Regions from separate parts of the Mus musculus genome. Here regions 1 and 3 are each linked to region 2. The links are chromatin contacts, called in public HiChIP or PLAC-seq maps. All regions are on one chromosome and are shown on one strand. The core of a region is the stretch at or near the end of the contact, and the rest is flanking DNA. Distances in the headings are between cores, read along the strand shown. Region 1 overlaps Smyd3 (SET and MYND domain containing 3). Region 2 has its middle 12 kb from the start of Gm31289. Region 3 overlaps Smyd3 (SET and MYND domain containing 3).

Region 1 (4,127 bases), core at 828-3,327, 550 kb after region 2:
AACTGAATACATGTATTCTTACTTGAAACCCAAACACTGAAAGAAAATATTAAAGTCTGGGTGTGATGGTGCACGCCTTTAATCCCAGCACTTGGTAGGCAGGGGTAGTTGGTCGTTCTAGGCCAGTGTGGCCTACAGTGTGAGTTCTAGGACAGCTAGGACTACGTAGAGAGACAGACAGACAGACAGAAAGAGCGGAGGGAGGGAGGGAGGGAGGGAGGGAGGGAGGGAGGAAGGGAGGACTTCAGGGACAAAGATGGAGAAGAGCCTGAGGAAAAAGAGATCCAGTGACAGGCCCAAATTGGTACCCATCTCAAGGGGAGGCCCCAAAGCCTGACATGACTACTGATGCTATGATGTACTTACAGACAGGAATCTAGCATGGCTGCCCTCTGAGAGGCCCTACCAACAGCTAACTGAGACAAAAGCAGATACTTATACCCAACCAATGGACAGAAGCCGGGGACCCCTGTGGTTGAATTAGGGAAAGGCTGGAAGATGCTAAGGAGGAGGGTGACCCCGTAGGAGGACTAGCAGTCTCAACCAACCTGGACCCCTGAGATCTCTCAAATACTGAGTCACCAACCAGGCAGCACACACTAGCTGGACTGAGGCCCCCAACACATACACAGCAGAGGACTGCCTGGTCTGGCCTCAATAAAGATAGATAGATAGATAGATAGATAGATAGATAGATAGATAGATAGAAAGAAATTATTAAGAAGAGTTATTTAAGTGTACCTTGAAGAAGGAAACATGCTGTTTTAAGAACAAGGAGACCCACTGCTTAGTAACTCTGACTTTCTGATTAACCATGTGCCAATTAAGGCAGTAATGAGTTTTGTGAGGCTTCGGTGATTTTCCATTCCCCATGCGCTGCTCCATGTTCCCCAGAGTGGCCTCAGACCACTGGCTCCACTAACCCATCTGTCTCAGTGTCCCGAGTAGTTGGGCCTACAGGGGTGTGGTATCTGGTCTAGCTTCCATCCTCACCTTTGCAGACTGAAACTCCATCCTCTTAGAGAGGCAGCTGGAGTCCTGGGGCTTCCTCCACTGGAGGCGCGTGTGTGCACGTGCGGGACTCAGCTGGGGTCATCGCAGTCTGGCACCCTGATGTGTTGACCCTGGGCATCTCCCTGCCCTCTCCCACCACTACTCCGCTTTGATGTTAGAAATCCACTTGGGGAAAACATTCGAAGACTCAAACTATAGAAGAAATGGTACAGAGAGCCTCATCTTCGATTAAGCTTGGTTCAAATCTAAGCTAGTTCCACCCTCCGTCAGAGTTGGAGCTTTGAGACAGTCAAATGCTTTGAGGTAGGCTGAAAATAAAGTGCCCGTCTCAGTAAAAATCAAATAAAACAATGAGTCTTAAAACGGAGGGAAATCTTTTCTTGTCCTCTCATGAGCTAGGCGGAGTTCTCAGGTGTCATGGATACGGCTGGAAAGTGTGCAGAGCACATGGCAGAGATGTACCTTCCTCTTTCCTTCCGGTCACAACCCCTGAGCCTGACAAGCTGAAGAGTAGAGGAATGGAAGACTGAGTCATTTCTCCTCCGTCCCATGCACTTCCCCTAAACTTTGACTCAGGTCCTCTTCATCAGTGTCCTAACACAGCAACCTCACCCTGTGGCCTGTGTACACCCTGAGCCCATGGGTACAAAGCTCCTTTACTCCTCTCCACTGCTGGTGCCTGCATAGCCCTGCTCCTGAAACACCAACAGTGGCACCTTCTAGCGACCAAGCCACACCTGGGAACCAGGAATGTAAGCAGCTCCCAGGAGAGACGTTTCCTCTCAGCTGAGGCACACCACTTTACTCCAGAGCGCCATTTCCTTAGGGAGAATTTCAAGCTGAGGGCCCTTTATGTCACCTCTTAGGGTGAGTCCTGGCTCGGATCCCAGAAGGGGTTCGCGTACTGAAGACAGTGATTTGAAGTTATTGACAGTTGGTGATTTTCCTTTGTATGTGTGTGACACGGACGTTTCAAGTTTGCTGAACGAATCCCCCAGAGGTTGGGGGAAAGCGGTTTCTTAGGCAATACGCTGATTTTGAAACAGATTGCCGTGCTAACCTCTGTGGCTTTTCATTCCAGGATTAGATGTTTGACAAACTGTCAGGAGGAATGGCTGTCTCTTACACAATGCCAGACATTTCTGTGGCAAGGCTTGAGCCTTGTTGTAACATCGCTTGCTGGATCCCCATTGTTATTGTCTTCTCATTTCCATAATGTGCTCTGTCTCATCAAGAGGATGAGGTGGGGTGCCTTGCAAGTGGAAACCAGATGTGATAATCTGTACTCACTCATAGGAACGAATCTAGCCCCCCCACCTCCACCAAGCAGCAAAGGACTTCATACCAACCTCCCTCCACATTGTTGGAAACCATCTCCTGGCAAACAAGGTGAGACTTCTCATGTACACCGCTCCAGGGTCCAGAGGGAGGAAGAATTTTAGCTACAAGTCTCTTCCTAAGCTAATGCAGTCATAGATCTGCTCAGATTTAGCCTTGCCACCTGTGGCATCTACTATAACTGCTCATCTTTTGAGGTGCTGAGCTCTGAACTGAAGGGACCAGAGTGCAGGATGGGGGCTTTCTTTCAAATGCTCCAAATGACTATAGGAGGGTGGGGACAGACAGATAGACAGACATGGGAATGAAGTCGCTTGAGGATTAGTTCAGCTTCTTAAGACAGGACGCCAGAGCAAGGTCTGTGAACATCTAGTGATGCTACTCTGCCTAGCATCATTCTGGGCCGCTTTGTATAAAAACTAACTCTGTGCCCATTCCCGCTAGCTTCTTTCCTCATGGGTGGCATGCTGGCAAGCACCAGCATCACGTCATGTCACCTTCTGTGTATCGTCACGTTTCTTACCACTGAGATGCTCTCCCTCATGGCTTGCCAAAAATCCCACTCACCTCCCCAGATACAGTACAGCTATCACCTCCTTTAAAAAGCCTTAATCCCTGTCTTTGTCTTTGTCTTTCTCCCTCTCCTCTCTCCCCCCTCCCCGTATATATGTATATGTGTGTTTACCAAAGTCTGTATTGCATTATTCTGTTTTGCATGATTAAAATGAACTATCTGATGCAAAATATCACATGAAGCAAAGACAGGCTTGTGAGTTATGGAGGTTCAAGTCCAAGTTTCAGGGGCCCCATTGATTTGGCCTCTGGTGAGGGCACCAGAGGGCACTGGTGGGAGTGGGTGTCAGAATAAGCGTTCATATTTCAAGCCTGGAAGCAGAGACAGGCACAGATGAGGTCCCCTTAAAGGCATTCTCCCAATGGCTTCACAGGAGGCTGTTGTGCATTTAGGTTAACACTTGTATTATGTTAATTGGGTTCCCAAAACTGCAGGAGAATCCCGCCCATGCTGAGGGTCCCTGAGCCCAGTTGATTCTGATTGTTAAACAATGGCTGCCCCATGGCTGGGCAGGGAGACAGAGGTGGGACTTTGGGACTAGTGGGCAAGGGGAATGGAGAGAAGAAGGAGGATTTAGAATCACCATGCTGGGAAAGGAGTAAGGTCCAGGATTGAGAGCTGCAAAAGAGAGGTATATCAATCATTCAAGAGCCAGGGAGGAGCGGCCCCAGCACACACACACCCCCGCACCCACTGGGTCTAGGGCAGCAAAGATGGACTATAGACTTTAGTAAGTAATAACTCAGGAATGTCGAAGGAGAAAATGTGCTAGCCTCTTGGAGGTTTGGGAGTGGCTCCATCACTGAACTGCTTTGGGCATATTAAAATATAAAGCTGTGTGTGTATGTCTTTCATTCGGGAATCCAGGACACTGGAGCGGGTACTGAGGAATATGCGCTGCTGCCACTGGGTGATAATCACCCACGGCCACAGCGGGTCTCACCTCTTAAGCGTCAGCCATAGTCCTCACTAGAGGCACCCTGGGCCTCTGACACATGGATCTTTGAGAGCGACTCATCTGAACCACAGCACCTCGTGCTTGGCATGATTACCGTCCCACTGTGTGGGAGGTGTGAGTGCTAGACTGTGCCTGGTCATTTCTGCCTCTATCACATGGTGGATGAAGACTACCCAAATACCTGGCAGAATCAGTTTCTATGTAAGTCTCATCCAGGTGAGACCGAAAGGCTTCAGGGTCTTC
Region 2 (4,478 bases), core at 1,200-3,699:
TACCTAGAGTGAGATCAAAAATCCTAGCATTTCCTGTGAAGAAGACATTAAAGAGCCTGAAAGAACATCACAGAGGCCGCCCTGGCTGTGGTACCCAAGTAGTGAGAGAAGTAAGAGGTTAAGACGGAGAGGCAAGCAGAGCCCAGCACAAAAAAGGGTCAGGTAGCCAGGAAGAGAGCTCCATATGTGTTTTATGAGAAGAGAAGGCACTGGATAGTACTGAGTTAGCACAAGCAAGATGGTATCTCAGATACTGGAGAAGTGATAGGATTTGGAAGGTAGAATGAAAAGGGTATCCTGACGTGTTGGGCCTTCGTGGGGAAAGGGTAGATGAAGGATGACTTCAGCATTTGGCAGGGCAGCTAAGGTTTGGGGGGGAAACAAGAGTATGGTTTGGGTGAGTTAATGTGGAGAAGCTAACTGATCACACAGGCTTGTGAAGGGTCAGCGTGCAGATGACACTCTACAGCCAGGATGGTCTAAGAACTTGGAGGCAGCTTCAGGTTATAGACAGAGGAAAGCTCAGTACAAGAGATACACAGTGAGCTCACAGACCTGGGGTTCACTAGACCATACCCCCAGGCCTACCCAGTCCTCCATCGCCCACTCTTCCTTTTCAGCAGTCCTGATGTCCTCAGACAAAGTGAGTTCCCCTGGATGAGAAAGTACTGCAGTTACGGTTCTTAGACTACGGTGACAGCACAGTTGAGACAGGTGTGGCAGCCAGTCCACGTTAAGGAAGGCTCCACTCTCCCAACAGCTTATCTTGCAGCCTGTCCTCGACTTCTGGCTTTCTTATGGGCCCTAGGTTGGAGTGGGAGTCCCTCTGAGATGAAAGCACAAGTCTTCTTCCAAGGTCTTCCTGTCTCCAGTGCAGGGACTCCACATGCTCTCCTCAGACACACAGCTTCTGTCAGTAGGAACAAAGGCTGTTGAAAATTGCTCTTTCTTCCATGTTTGCCTGAGAAGACTTGGTTCTTCAAGATTCAAAACACAGTTTACCTTCAAGAATGGTCAGTGAGGAGAGGCAAAGGAGAGGAGAATTACTCTTCCTCCCTAACAGAAGTAAAAATAGAGCACTAAAAATAACTAAATTATTCTGTCAGAGAAGATTTCCCCCTTTAAAGCTAAAGTGTATAGGATTTTATAAACTGTTTTATTATGCTGAATTGGTAAACAACAGTGTGGTGGGCCCTCACATATCTTCACCTTTCCAATGGCTATTAGCTCAAGGCCAACCCAGTCTGCATTTTAATAATGTCACCCCTTCATTATTTTAAAACAAATATAAGACTATTTGATTCTGCCCATAATTTTTTCAATAGGTATATTTTAAAAATGCAGCACATCTAAAATATAATAAATCTTTAAAAATAACCACTGCTCTCAGTTCCTCTTCTCATTGATAACATACTTGACAAGAAGTAACTTAAGGGAGCTAAGACTCATTGTGGCCGTTGTTTAAGGTGACAGTGCATCATGGCTGCAAAGGCACGCAAATGTGGCGTAGCCTGCCTGCATCTCAGCACATCAGGAAGCAGGCAGACTGAGGTAGAAATGGGGTGGTCGCCAATCCATTAGGCCCAGTGTCCAGCAACCTACATCTCTCAGCAACGTACCTTTCCTGAAGGTCCCTTCCAAAGAAAGCCACCAGAAGGGAACCAAGTGTTCCCACACATGAGCCTACGGAGAACATTTCACAATTAAGCCATGGTGACCACAACACTGTGGTCACTCTTGGTAGTTGTTATCAGCTACCAGCTAGTGTTGAAGTAATCGTTTTCCCCACTAATGTAAAGAACACACACGAAGTAAAAGGCACTATTATGTTGGATTAACTTTTTTAAAGCTGCCATTAATGCATAGTTCTCATTTCCTACTACCTTTTCTCCTTTGGAGTGTTTTGAAGAGTCCAAGACATGCCTGTGTTCTCACAGCCTGGGTTTTGCTGGTGGCACCCGCACGGCATATGCAGTTGAGGACATTATATTCCACTGTCTGTCCAACAGGAGCAGCTGCCTAACGGCTTGATCCAACATAAGGGTAACTTTCTGTGGGGGCAGGATTACCTTCTAATCTTGTTCTAAGCAGTGGAATCAATGACTCAATCCCAGTGGTAGGAGGGTTTATCATTTTGTTTTAAATCCCCATTTGTTGGGCAAGCAGCAACAACAAAACCACAAAACTAAGGAAGAAAACCCAGTAGGGTCTTCAAAACAAAAACAGTGAGGTAGGTGACTTTTTCTGGGGAGACCTGAGCAAATTCAGTTTGTTTACAGTTTGTATAACATTGGGGAAGGAACCTTATGAATCCTATAAGTTTCCAGGATTTTGTTTGTTTGTTTCCAGTTGTGAGGTTTTTGACTTCCTGGTCTTAGGAGCCTCTCTCTTTCCTCCAGGAAGTTGCAGTTCTGGAAAAACAGCTAAACAGGAAGCAGGGAAGGCAAAGTTTACATGACTCATGGCTGACTAACCAGATTAGTCTCCACAGAAGGGAAGCAGCAGGCCAATAGTCCGAGGGCAAGGCTTGTTGGCTTCAAGTCATCTGTGCTAGAGAGAGGACCCTACGTGCTCTGCAGTTAGGTGGGCAGGCACAGTGAGGAGTCTGGATCCTAGGGCATACTAATGCTTTAAGTTAAAACAAGGTAATTGTAGAAGAAGGCAAATTCTTGCTCTAGATGGGGGAAGCATGGAGGGTGGACTCAGAGCAGAGCAAAAAGAGGCAGAAGAATCTAGACTGAACACACAACTGGACAGTGCCCAGCTGGCTCAAAGTTTCTTTTCTGGACAATGGATGCTTCCCTGATGGTAAGGTGGGGTTGAAGGTGGAAAGCCTATGGGTAGAGTATAAACATGCTTATGTTACTATGGAAATATCTCTGCAGGGCAGTGATCACTAGGTGATGAAAACAAGGCTTTTTGCTAAGCTTCAATCCAAGAAGAATAAGTGAGAGGACATGAACGCCTACATCAGCCCATGCATATATGGCTAAGCACCCTTCATCTAGTCTCTCTTCACCTCTAGCCTCACATTGCAGATTATTTTGAAAACAAATTCTAGACATTACTTCATTTTTGTCTGTAAGAACTGAGAGACGTCTTGGCTATATAGGGAGCTCTTTCCCTTTCTCTAGCTGACTAGAAGCTGTCAGACGTAGAAGAATTCTTCAGTGTCCCCTGAGATACACTGTTCCAGTGCCCACCCCTGACTTCACAGTGTGCTCTTTCTGTTGCTTTATTCCAATCAGGATCCAACCAAGGTCAGCCATTGTCACTCCTGGACACTTCCCTCTCTTTTGCTGTACTGTTTCTCTCCTACTCTGAAGCAGAAACTTAAGGTATCTTTGGAAAGTTGGTTGGATGGTGTTTTGCCAAGGCAAACACGTGAAGGAACATTGTGTTAAAGTAGTCACAGGTGTGAAAGGCTAAGGCAGACTCGTGAAGGAACGTTTTGCTGAAGCAGACACAGGAGATAGGATGTTCTGCTAATGCAAACACGTGAAAGGACATGTGATGAAGGATTCTTTGCTAACAACACACATGTATTGGTCCGCCATTACAGTGTGTAGTTGAGCTCCATTTGTCGGGATGGACTCAGGCTGATTCGATGCACATGCTGAGGCAAGACCAGGGCTGAGTCAAGGCACGTGGAGGACATGTGATGTTTGGAGGGTATAAATAGGACTCCACGGAGCAATGGAGACAGAGCTTGGCTTGCTGGTACAGCTAGCTGTGCAATGCTTGTGGGTCTCAAGTCTGCTGATCTTCACTTCCCTGAGAGAGGCACAGCCAAGAATGTCTCCTGGTGTTCTTGCTGGTCCCTCCTGCTGACTCCAGCAGAGGCTGAGGCCTGGTGGTCTCTGCTAGGTCGTGCCACCGCTGTTAGCAACCCAACTCTACCAAACTGGACTAACTGCTGGTGTATCTGTAAAGTGTTTGTGAGTAGATGGAACTGCCACTCACTGCCTGCTAACTTGTAAACTGAACTGCTGATTTCCAGACAACACAGACAGGAGTTGCTCCAAAGAACCTTCCTAAACAGGTCCACTTCCCATGTATTTCTTTCCCACTACCTCTGGTGGGTGGTGGGCTACAAGGAAGGTTAAAGCTTTTAAGAACCGTCATTAAAAATAAGGTTTGGCAGTGGTGGTCCCAGCACTTGGGAGGCAGAGGCAGGCGAACTTCTGAGTTTGAGGCCAGCCTGGTCTACAGAGTGAGTTCCAGGACAGCCAGGGATACACAGAGAAACCCTATCTCGAACAAAACAAACAAAACAAAACAAAACAAAACAAAACAAAAAAAAGGTTTGGAAAAATTAAAAAATTAAAGTTACTCTAGTCTTTCATGTAGAAGAATTCTCTCCATTTCTGGAATTATCTGGTTAGGCTTTTGTGGCATTAAGATGCCCAGCTATTCCCTGTGTTTCTGTAGACCAACCCTTATATCTTGGGATTTGATCAATTCTTTCTTTCTTTCTT
Region 3 (4,469 bases), core at 558-3,057, 980 kb after region 2:
ACCATACTTTTCCTGGCTCATGTACATCTTTCCCACACAAACTGCCTCCAGTCAGGGCATACTGGTGGCTTCCCTTGGCTCCACTCTAAACGTTCCCAACTGCCAACGCAAGGGTAGCTGACCACCTTGCCACATACAGCGGGCCCTGAATAAGCAACCACTTGTTGTTACCCGTGTGTTCTTCGTTTTCCTTCCCCCAAACAAGGATAAAAACAAAATCTCCATTTTATTTTTGTGATTTTTTTTTCCCTACTGTAATTTAAAATCCCTTCTTCTGGAGGCAAGATTGGAAACCTTGCTGTGGAATCAGGCTGTCAAGACCTGCCGCCTCCAGCTACGACCGGTTACATGAGCTCTGTGATCTTCTGCACATCAGTTTCCTTGCTGCCATTCTCAACAAGAGAAAAACCAGAAATGACCAGTGCTTAGGGCTACGGTAACTGTGATCAACACTCAGGCTGTGCCTGGCACGGACGGTGTTCAGTGAAGCCTGCTGCTTTCGCTGGCCCATTTAATCCTGTGAATCCACAGCCCGCTGCTGTTGGATTGAGAGTCTTCTCGATTTGCTTGTTGTATCATCAGAAATATAACGCCCGGGCTTTCTTTGAAAGTCACCGCACGTCTTTTCTAACGCACGTGTGTTGTTTGGACAAATGGCAGAGAAGAACCAAAGCACGTGCAGGACTCAAAAGGACTGAAGCTGAACCGGTAAAAAATAACCAAAGTCACCAGGTCGTTCTCTCAGAAATGCCTGTTAGGCCACCATCGCTCAACTGTCCCTCTGATTACCCCCAAGACATTAGTCATCTGTAATTCAACAGGAATTGAGGTTACATAGGTGTGCATCTGTCAAAGTCATCGAACGAGGACACTTGGGACATACACTCACTGTAACACATCCCTTAATCCAGCTGGTCTCCCTTGTCAAATCGTGACATCTCAAGGACATCAAGGAACAAGTATTCAACTTTTGAACTCTCAAAACTAGACCTTGCCTAGCCTGTGTGAGGATCACAGTAAACACCTCACTGATCAAAGGAAGACAAACTCAAGAATTTGAGGGCCTGGGGCTGGAGAGGTGGCTCAGTAGTTAAGAGCACGGGTTGCTCTGCCAACAGCCACAAGGTGGCTCACAACTGTCTGTGACCTCAATCCCAGTCAGTGGATCGGACATTCTCTTCTGGCCCCGCTAGGGACAAAGTACCTAACGGTGCACAGGCACGCATGCAGGCAAAACACTCCTACACATACAACAAGTAGCTTAAGAGATTTAAAGAATTTAAGAAATTATATGTATTGGAGTTTATTCTGAAAAGCACTCATTAGGATTGTGAGAGTAGAGGCACACATCTTTAACCCCAGTGCTTGAGAAGCAGAGGCAGGCAGATCTCTGAGTTCAAGGACAGCCTGGTCTACAGAGTGAGTTCCAAGACAGCCAGGACTACATAGAGAAACCCTAGTGTGGGGAGTGGGGGTGGGGGACATCAGAATGAAAATGTCATAATGAAATCTATTATTCTATATGTTAACTTTAAAAAATGAAAGTACTATTTTAAGTAATGATTATATCTGGAGAGTTATTGCAAGCATTTAAATTTAACTCATTATAAAAAGAACTCTGTTAATGAACAAACTAGTGGTTTCAGTGCCTTGCACTGTTCATTATATATGACCCTACTGCCACCTAGTGGAAATGCCAGGCTATTACCACACTTGAAAAGTCCCAAAAAGAAGACAAGACTCCCAATTGGGCTGATGGGACAGAAAGCAAACATAATTAAGCCACAAACATGCAGGAGATCCCACAAGGGAACATTCCTTTCTGCTTTGATCACTTCTGTGTGCCTAGAGCCAAGGAGATTGGCAGAGGACTTTGTTGGCTTTCAGAGACTATTTATTAGCTCACTGACAAGACCCAGGGAAGACATTTAGTCATTCAAAGGCAATAGAATTTTATTCAGACAATGGATTGCTCAGTATTTAAAGGAAATGAGCTATTAAGCCACAGAAGCAAGGATCAACTTTCAATGCATGTTGCAAAGCGAAAGAAGTAAACTTGGAAGGGTTATACACAGTATGATCCAAATCCCCGTGACATTCGGGAGAAGTCAAGGCCACAGAGGCAGGAAGAAGAGCATCGGTGGCCAGGACTGACTGAGAGAGAGAGGAGGGGATAGATGGAACTGGAGACATGTCACACCCACTGGTCCAAACTCAGAGAATATGCAACACTAAGTGAATCTTAATACAAACTTTAGCTGTTAGGTGATGTGTCACATGAGTCAGGAGTTGTGATAACTGTACTTAAGGCTGGGATGTAGACGTGAGGACAGCTGTGTGTTTGAGAAGCACAGTACATATGTTACCTCTTTGTATCTCTATACCCAAAACTAGTCCAAAACACAAAATCGACTTTAAAAGAGATTACACACACACACACACACATGTATACACACACACATGTATACACACACACACAATGCTTCACTCTGACCTAAGAGTCCTCTGTGTAAAATCTGCATTTAATGAGTACATCCAAAGCAGGATGCTTGCTAGATGTGGTGGCATAAGCCTGAAAGCCAGCATTTATCAGGCTAAATTAGGTGTTTAAGGCCAGCCTGGAGAAAGGGGTACTTCCTAGTCATCAAGCAGTTTGATGGTGCTTACTGGGTATCACACGCTGTCTTCCCCGTTTCACAAACATCAGATCATTTCATGTATAGAGAATCTGTGACTGCCACTCCTGGCTGCCAATCTCACATCTGGAATGAACTACAATCCAGAAGCAGAGGGCACACCTACAACAGATTTTTTGCTTGGTTAGAAGTGTGTGGATCCACTTCTAGTCAGGACTTTTGGTGGAAAGGCACTCACCTTTTATCTGTATCTTAAGGTGGGAAGACACACCTATAATCCGGGCCACACCTTCTGCTGGAAGCCTACATAAGGACTTAGAAGAAGGAAGCTTTTGCTCTGTGCCCGCTTGCTCTTCTCTTGCTAGCCAAGTCCATTCCTTCACTGGCATTAGATTAGAGCCTATCTCTTAGGGATGTGTCTACTAGCAGAGACATCTAGCCTCATGGACTGACAACTCCTGGATTCTTGGACTTTCTGTTCACAGCCTGACATTGTTGGATTAGCTGGACTGCAGCCTGTGAGGCATCCCGATAAACCCCCTTTATACAGAGAGAAGGATTCATTAATTCATTCTTTCTCTAGAGAACCCTCATACGACATTCACCACAGTCCTATGAGAACCACATTTCTGTCCCGTTTACTAGACAGGGACATTCAGACACAGAGACCATAAATGACTTGCCCAGAGTCACACAGCTGGCGAGTTGTAGAGATGATGACTCTCACTGTCGACACAAAACTCTGTCAGACACGAGGCAAAAAAAAAAAAAAAAGTGTGCCTACCAGTGGTGTGACTGTCTACAAAACACAGAAGGGAAAAAAATTTAAAGTACTATTAGATCAAAAACTCATGTATTTATTTTTTAAAGGCAGTATTATTTCTATGTCCAAATAATAAAATTTAGAATACGTATATAAAACACTAGTTTCAATAATTACTAAAACTAAAATTAACTATTTTCTTAATCTGTAGTTCCTCTATGAATAGAGATGTACAACTGTCCTGGCTTAGTCTATGTGATGGTTAATAACATGAACTTAAGAGGAAGGAGAATTACCTAGGAGGGGTGGAGAGATAGCTTAGAGGTTAAGAACACTTGTTACTCTTACAGAGGACCTCAGTTCAAGTCCCAGCACCAACATAATGGTTCACAGTCATCTATAACTCCAGTTCCAGGGCATCTGATGCCCTCTTCTGACCCCTGGGAGCACGAAGCATGAACACAGTAAACACATAAAACTTGCGGGCAAAAAGTAAAATGAATAAATCTAATCCAATTGCGCAGGAGCCACACCTCCGGCACGCCCGTCAGAGATTGCCTAGATTGCCCTGAACTGATCTGGGCCTGTCCACCCTAACTGTGCTGACACCATTCCATGGGCTGAAATCCTGGACAGAATCAAAAGGAGAAAGCAAGCTCTGCACCCTGCACACGCACCAGGTAGAGAACACAACTATAAAGCCAATTAGCAAGGGAAACTGGAAATTCTGTCTTGGAGACATTTTTAGGAGACAGCAGCACTTCCTTGAGAAACTACAGTACAGTGAGTAGCGGGAAGGATGCTTCCAGCATCTCGGTTTGACCAATCAAACCCTGTGCTAGGATGAGGTGTTTAATTTTTACTGGGCTTTAATTAGTCAAAGCGGGGGTGGGAGGGGATTTGGGGCTTGTTAGTTAGGGTAGTCAAAAGGGGGCTTTTGATTGTTGGACCTTGGTGGTCAGTCTCTGGAGGAAATGGCCAAATAAGGGAACAGACCTTGGAATGTAGCTTTAGGAATGTAATCTAACGGGCTTGAGCTAGGCAGAGGGAATGGGGGAAGGACAAGGCCT

What was found. HiChIP or PLAC-seq counts read pairs in DNA pulled down with a chosen protein or histone mark.
Region 1: an H3K4me3 HiChIP or PLAC-seq map of bone marrow-derived macrophages shows a contact between it and region 2, with 6 times the contacts expected there. The contact joins two enhancer-like sites. A contact is called at or near these places in 1 of 15 datasets of contacts at CTCF or cohesin (the NIH/3T3 cell line), 2 of 115 datasets of contacts at active chromatin or transcription factors (the HPC-7 cell line and bone marrow-derived macrophages) and 1 of 9 other capture datasets (embryonic stem cells).
Region 3: a CTCF HiChIP or PLAC-seq map of the NIH/3T3 cell line shows a contact between it and region 2, with 9 read pairs. The contact joins two enhancer-like sites. A contact is called at or near these places in 2 of 15 datasets of contacts at CTCF or cohesin (the NIH/3T3 cell line and stem cell-derived epiblast-like cells), 1 of 484 Hi-C or Micro-C datasets (bone marrow-derived macrophages), 1 of 115 datasets of contacts at active chromatin or transcription factors (cardiomyocytes) and 1 of 9 other capture datasets (embryonic stem cells).

The regions. Positions count from the first base shown.
Region 1 is chr1:179,044,469-179,048,595 of GRCm38.p6, forward strand. The region is part of intron 9 of Smyd3 (SET and MYND domain containing 3); the gene reads right to left. Among named protein-coding and RNA genes, the nearest start is that of Gm46249, 270 kb to the left of the region's middle. Within about 2 kb of position 2,078, at least 54 of the 459 cell types and tissues checked have an H3K27ac peak or open chromatin away from gene starts, as enhancers often do. A contact at or near this core is called in bone marrow-derived macrophages, where this site is marked.
Region 2 is chr1:178,490,227-178,494,704 of GRCm38.p6, forward strand. No RefSeq gene overlaps it. Among named protein-coding and RNA genes, the nearest start is that of Gm31289, 12 kb to the right of the region's middle. Within about 2 kb of position 2,450, at least 46 of the 459 cell types and tissues checked have an H3K27ac peak or open chromatin away from gene starts, as enhancers often do. A contact at or near this core is called in the NIH/3T3 cell line and bone marrow-derived macrophages, where this site is marked.
Region 3 is chr1:179,475,569-179,480,037 of GRCm38.p6, forward strand. All of the region lies in intron 1 of Smyd3 (SET and MYND domain containing 3), which reads right to left. Among named protein-coding and RNA genes, the nearest start is that of Smyd3, 40 kb to the right of the region's middle. Within about 2 kb of position 1,808, at least 61 of the 459 cell types and tissues checked have an H3K27ac peak or open chromatin away from gene starts, as enhancers often do. A contact at or near this core is called in the NIH/3T3 cell line, where this site is marked.